2 separate regions of the Sus scrofa genome follow, and region 2 is linked to region 1. The links are chromatin contacts, called in public HiChIP or PLAC-seq maps. All regions are on one chromosome and are shown on one strand. Each heading gives the region's core, a stretch centred on a gene start, on an enhancer-like site or on the middle of the called end of the contact. The rest is flanking DNA. Distances are from core to core; before and after follow the strand shown. Region 1 has its middle 310 kb from the start of TNP1. Region 2 has its middle 250 kb from the start of TNS1.

Region 1 (3,290 bases), core at 461-2,960:
AACATTCTATCTAACTTCTTTGTTTCTAGTCTCTCCTCTACTTGAAAATAACTTGATAGGGGCAGACACTTTATTTATTCCCTGCAATAGTCCTCATGCCCTCCTCATGCCTGCTATGTTGGAGTTACTCCATATATATATTTTTGAAAGAGTAATGAGAGATTTTTTCCTAGCAGGAATGTGGTTCATCTTTGATAGGCTCAGATACTGACTCTGAGTTGATATAATCCCCCCCTCCACCTGGCTACCACAACTCTTGCCCAGAACTTGGGGTAACTCAAATATCAGAAGCCCAAGAGAAGAAAGGTGGGGCCATAAACATCTGGCCATGATGGAGAAGGAAAGCTTTCCTAGAGCTGTTATGTAAAAGACTCATTCTTCTCCCTCTTCCTGTGAATATATCATCCTTTGTGCAGTTTATCACGCCAGACCACCAGATTCTTCATTGGTCTCCATTCTGCCATGTATCCTTCCTTCAATCCACCCTACTGCTGCCCTCAGATCCATTACTGTATTCATGATCACCCTCATCTTTTTGAATTGGGCAGGTCCTCCCTTTTGCTTACAGCTTTGGGTCCAGATCTTATGCTATGTTCTTGAGCTTTCTCAGTCTTATCCCTTTTTCCCTTTCAGAGTCAGCCCCAGTATCTTCCCACCTCAGTTCCATTCTGCTTTTTGCACATATTCCCTGTATCCCTGCTTTTGAGACTATTTCTTCTGTCCTTCCAGAATGTTCCTTTTCTCCTTCTGCCAATCCAAATACACTCCAGATCTCAAATCTTAATCACACATCATCCAAGAACTCGCCCACCAATTACTACACCAGTTACCGCACTTAACTTCATACCGGTGTTTTCCTGCTATTAATAACTTGTCTACCTTGAGTTACCTACATGGTTTAGCCTGTAGCTAGTCTTTGAATGTATCACATAATAACAGTAATAACTGCAACTACAATTACAATTCATCTAGCTTCTATTATGTTGTAGACATAGTAATATGAGTATGTAGTACTCGTATTAATCATGCAAGGTAGGAATTATTATTCCTATTTTGTAGATTAAGAAACTAAAGCTCATAGAGGTTAAATAGTTTGTCCCAGATCATATTGTTAGTAAATATTAGAGCTAAGATTCAATTCCAGTGTACCTGATTATGCTGGGTTGTTGTGGATTTTTGTCTTATACATGCAGACTCTTGGGAGATTTAGCAAAATATGTGCATTCAGTAGGTACTCAATAAATACTTGCAGGTTGCTGAAACAGCCAGGATGATACAGCTTGATTTAAATTTGTCCTGACAAAGCCTCACCTCTCATGAATGATGAGGGGAGGAATAAAACATTCGCTGTACCTTCACCTCTCCCTTTCCTTTGTACCAAAAGAGATAATGGCTGAAGAAGAATGAGATAAAGCCTGTTTCAGGGCTCAAAAGAGGCAGGTGTGTTCCCTAGGATCAACTCTGTTTCCTTCCAAAGAGCCTTCCTTTCAAAGATTCTGCATTTTCCCTCCCCTGGCCATCTCCAGCATCCAGATCAGCTGCGTCATTGCCACCTCAGGTTGAGAGCTTTCCAGGCAGCCCTGGGCTTGCTGAAGGCACCAGTAACATACTTCTGGACTCCAGGCCAGGAGGTCCAAGGCACACAGCTGACTGAAAGGAGAGTAGGGCAGAGCCTGCCAGGGTGTGCCAGAGCTGCCATTCCCCAGCAGGCTTTAGCTCCATGTCCTAAGGTTGCCGAAGAAGCTGACACCTGTCAGCTCCCTTCTCTGCATTGTGCCAGACACCATGTGAGACACTTCAAATATCCTGTCTCTTCAAAATCCTTACCACAACCCCACTGACTTATCTGTGAAATGGGCATATTAGGTTGCATCTCACCCAAAAGTTGTTCAGTCTAGAGGAAAGACTCTGATATAGGCCCATCTGTCTTCAATAGTCCATCATGGGTTTTCTAATATACCATGGCATCTATCTGTCTTGGGAACCAGGAGACCTAAGTCTACTCTAGCTCAGCACACCATACATCTAAGGAGAATTCAAAGTCTCCATCAAACACACATGAAAATCGACCCCCTCTACCTTCTAATCTTTCCCATTTCACAGATCACTTTTTTTTGGGGGGGGATTATCATTTTATTGCTTTGACAGTCTAAGGATGCCACAGCAGGCTGATGCCTTAAAGACTATACCCCCTTTGGTGGAGAATAGGAAATGGTTTTATAGTTTGGAAGTAGAAAATAGGGCCACAGATAAGGATCTATGTTGAGTCGAGCTTGTATTGTTTTTCAAAACTGATGTTTAGTGGTCCCATGACTGGTTCTGGTAGTCTTCCTTCTTTCTGAAATGAAGAATGTTTCATCAAGTAGTTAACATCTTCCATTCACTGGGGGTTTTAGTTCTGCAGGAGAGCTCAAAGATATTGTTATGTATATTCCTTGAGGAGGAACCAGGTTCATTTTTGAATCTGGTGTCATCATATGCAAATGCATCAGACATCTGATGGGAACAAGAAATGGAAGAAATTACTGTTAACTTTCTGTTTATGCATCTGCACATCTACATCTCTCTCCTTCCACTACCTGAAGATATTTGAGGTAGAAACTCTGGTGTATACACTACCCATGGCCCTCCCTCCACTGCCTACAAGTCCCTAATAGCTTGAGGCATAGGGGGAGCTCAATAAATACTAAAGCTGTGCCTGCTCAGAATCTGATAGGATGCTAGAATTTTTTCAGACTAACCTCTCTCCTTGGAAATCAAAGCTCATATCAGGCAGGCTGGGATCAGAGGTCTTTGCTTGCTGTTTCTTAGCTAAGAACTCTCTATAAAACCACATTTATCTGTAGACTTTTCCAAACAGCAGAAGCCAAGGATGTAAAAGGAGGAATCTAATTTCGGGTATGAGCTGGTATCTTACTGAGTTAGTAGATCCTTCATTTTATAAATTTGTATGTTTTTTACTAAAATTTTGTAATACTTTATAAATTAGTGCCAGTTAAGATGTCTAAGGAATTTGTAAGGGGGCCAAATAAAACCAGATACCCTGATCTTTTTTGTTTTAAATTCTAACATATTTAGGCCTTAGAGGGAATTGAAGATTCAAGTTATTTAGGGTCTGACATGACAATGCTCATATTTCAAACCCTAGAGCACATTTTAACATTATTACATATTTTTGCATTATTTCATTTGCTCTTTTCCAAAATGCTGTAAGCTAGGCAGGACATGGATTATCTCCATTTTACTGATCAACACCCCAGGGCTCAGACAGTGATGCAGCTGTCAACCCA
Region 2 (3,604 bases), core at 144-2,643, 550 kb after region 1:
TATCTAGACAAAGTTCTCAATGCTACTCAGCAGGATCTCCTTGTAAATCTATTCTAAGTTGTGTCTGATAAGCCCAAGCTCCTGATCCCTCCCACTCCCTCCCCCTCCCATCAGGCAGCCACAAGTCTCTTCTCCAAGTCCATGATTTTCTTTTCTGAGGAGATGTTCATTTGTGCTGGATATTAGATTCCAGTTATAAGTGATATCATATGGTATTTGTCTTTGTCTTTCTGGCTCATTTCACTCAGTATGAGATTCTCTAGTTCCATCCATGTTGCTGCAAATGGCATTATGTCATTCTTTTTTACGGCTGAGTAGTATTCCATTGTGTATATATACCACATCTTCCGAATCCAATCATCTGTCAATGGACATTTGGGTTGTTTCCATGTCCTGGCCATTGTGAATAGTGCTGCAATGAACATGCGGGTGCACGTGTCTCTTTTAAGTAGAGTTTTGTCCGGATTCCAAATATTTTAAAATCAAACAGTGAGACAACAGGGATCTGCAGCTCCAGAATTTGGGATGGCAAATTAATTCAGGAAGCTGGTGGAGTGTGATTATCACCAACCGTGGTGTCAGGCAGACCTGCTTCAGACCCACACCTTCAGCTTCCTAGCTGTGCAACCTCAGGCAAGTAACTTTACCTCTCTGAGTCTCCATTCCTCATTTAGGGAAAGGGGAGAATGGAGTTCCCATTGTGGCTCAGCTGCTTAAGAGCCCTACTAGTCTCCATGAGGAGGTGGGTTCAATCCCTGGCTTCACTCAGTGGGTGAAGGATCTGGCGTTGCCATGAGCTGTGATGTGGATCACGGATGCGGCTCAGATCTGGTGTTGCTGTGGCTATGGGGTAGGCCCCTGGCCTGGGAACTTCTGTATGCTGCGAGTGTAGCCCTAAAAAGAAAAAAAAAATAGAGAATGGGGAGAATGGAAATGCCTACCCCACTAGGTTGCTATGGGGATTGAATGGGTTAATAGTAAAATGCCATGTACATAGTAAGTGCATGCTAAATATTACTTGTAATTATTCCAGCTTTGCCTGGAACCAGAAATACAGGAAGGGTAGAGTCTGGCCTTTTCGAGCTTTGTTAGACGGGTCCCCACGGAAGAGGGGGCAGAATGAGGACCCAGGAGACATGAGGAAAAGGAAGCACATGGATGATAAAAGTGGACGTAGGAGGCCACCAGATCCTCTGCATCCTTCTTCTGTTGTCTAGTTATTATTCTCATTTGACAGATGATGAAATCAGACTCAGCTGACTGCATGGCAGGGCCCCCAGCAGATCCAGTTTCATCCGGGCCCTGTTCCTGTGGTCTCTCCTCCATTCTTTGTCCAGACTGGGTCCCTTCCCATCTGGAGAGCCACCGGGGACAGGATGTGCCTTTCAACAAGCCTCTTCCAGCACAGCACAGAGAACAGCTGACCCGCTCGGGATCGCTCCTGGCCTTCAGGCCATGGCACCTGTGGACCTGTGCTGGTGCTACAAGGTGAGACCCACAAGCCCAGCAGCCCACTCACCCTGCACTAGAAGCACAGGACCCAGACCTTCCAGCTTTGTCCCACCTACATTTGTTGCAAGCCAGACCCAGGCAGCTCGGTGCTAAACAGGCATTCAGGGTTGGCAGCGTAGAAAGGTGCACGAAGATAAATCACTCCAGCCCCACTGACCAAGAGAACAAATGCCACCCAAGTCACAAGGTTGGCTGTGAGAAGTGTCTTAGAGGCAGTGGCACAGATAAAAGGCTCCGGGAGTTCTAAGAAAAGGGAATGGAGCCTTCCAGCTGGAGAGCAGGGAGCAGGCATTTGACCCAGGTGGCATTTCTGTGCCCCAGACGGCCAAATTCACTGGGATTTAGCTCCTGACTTTCCCGGACAAGCCATGGGGACAGGTGATGAAGCATTTCACTGCAGATCTTTGTGGGGGGCCAGAGCCAAAATGCAGGCCCGCCCCGCAAACCCTGTTCCATCCTCAGGCCTCGAGACTTCCATGTCACCCTCCCATACCTCTAAGAACTCCCAGTAGAGCCTGGCTGGATTTGCAGGCAGAAAGGGTTTCACTCAGGACCTTGGTGACTGTGGAGCCAGCGTGACTAGGAGGGAGCTCTGAGATCTCATCCCCTCTCTGCCTTCACTCACCACGAGCCCCTGCGCTCTGGGGACCCTCTTGTCCCTTCGTCATCCAACAAGCATGAATGGCACTGCCCTACTCCTCAGCACTGGGATACATGCTGGGAATCATTTATAGGTGGGGGCAGATGGGGTGAAAAGGACTGAATAGGAAACTCAGAAACTCACCCCTCCCTAGAACCTTTCCAAAAGGACTCCAGGCTTCTCAAATCCCCTAATTGATTCATGTATTCATTCATTTAACAAATATCTCGAGCCCTAGTTCTCTGCTAGGCTTACCATCTACCCCTGCTCTCCAAAGTCTACTTTCTTTGCAGCAGTGCGTATCAAACCCAGGTGGGTTGATCCTCCACCACAGAAAATCAAGGCAGTTATAAGATAAGGACTTGTGCTGGTTCCTCTCATCCCATCCCGTACCACATAGGAAACTCACCTGTAAATCCGGGACCCCAGACACAAGCAGTGGTCCATCCACAACCCACTCCTGGGCATATGACCTGTGCAAGCACTTGGGATTTCTCAGACAAGCTCTATGGAGGGTCTGGTACTATGTTATCACCATCTTGCAATTTTTTTAAGTATAGATGTTGTACAAATATAGATGTTGTACATTGCAGGCATTCAATATAGTGACCCACAATTTTTAAAGGTTATACTCCATTTATAGTTATTATAAAATATTAGCTATATTCCCATTTTGTACAATATATCCTCATAGCTTATTTTATATCTAATGGTTTGTATCCTTCAGTCCCCTCCACCTCATGTTGCCTCTCCCCCTTTCCTTCTCCCCACTGGTAAGCTACTACAGTTCGTTCTCTATATCTGAGTCTGCTTCTTTTTTGCTACAATCCCTAGTTTGTTGTATTTTTTAGATTGCACATATAAGGGAGAGCATACAGTATTTGTCTTTCTCTGTCTGAATTATTTCACTTAGCATCATGCCCTCCAAGTCCATCCATGTTGCTACAAATGGCAAATTTTCATTCTTTTTCATGGCTGGGTAGTATTCCTGTGTGTGTGTATGTATGTATGTCTGCATACATATACATATGTACGACCTCTTCTTTATCTGTTGATGGACACTTGGGTTGCTTCCATATCTTGGCAATTATAAATAATGCTGTTATGAACACTGGGGTACATGTGTCTTTTCAAATCAGTGTTTTTCTTTCTTTCAGATATATACCCAGCAGTAGAATGTCTGGGTCCTATGGTAATTCTATTTTCAGTTTTTTGAGAAACTGCCATAATGTTTCTCACAGTGGCTGCTCCAATTTACATTCCCACCAACACTGTATGAGGGTTCCCTTTTGTCCAACATTTGTTCTTTATGTTCTTTTTGATGATGGCCATTCTGACAGGTATGAAGTGATAATATCTGACTGTGGTTTTGATTTGCATTTCTCTGAGCATTTTTTTTTTTAGGGCCACACCTGCAGCATATGGATGTTACCAGGAGGCTAGGGGTCAAAT

Evidence for each region. HiChIP or PLAC-seq counts read pairs in DNA pulled down with a chosen protein or histone mark.
Region 2: an H3K27ac HiChIP or PLAC-seq map of skeletal muscle shows a contact between it and region 1, with 8 times the contacts expected there. The contact joins two enhancer-like sites. A contact is called at or near these places in 3 of 47 Hi-C or Micro-C datasets (embryonic fibroblasts, psoas muscle and subcutaneous adipose tissue) and 1 of 2 datasets of contacts at active chromatin or transcription factors (skeletal muscle).

What each region holds. Positions count from the first base shown.
Region 1 is chr15:119,341,506-119,344,795 of Sscrofa11.1, forward strand. No RefSeq gene overlaps it. Among named protein-coding and RNA genes, the nearest start is that of TNP1, 310 kb to the left of the region's middle. Within about 2 kb of position 1,711, at least 1 of the 83 cell types and tissues checked has an H3K27ac peak or open chromatin away from gene starts, as enhancers often do. A contact at or near this core is called in skeletal muscle, where this site is marked.
Region 2 is chr15:119,889,903-119,893,506 of Sscrofa11.1, forward strand. No RefSeq gene overlaps it. Among named protein-coding and RNA genes, the nearest start is that of TNS1, 250 kb to the right of the region's middle. Within about 2 kb of position 1,394, at least 1 of the 83 cell types and tissues checked has an H3K27ac peak or open chromatin away from gene starts, as enhancers often do. A contact at or near this core is called in skeletal muscle, where this site is marked.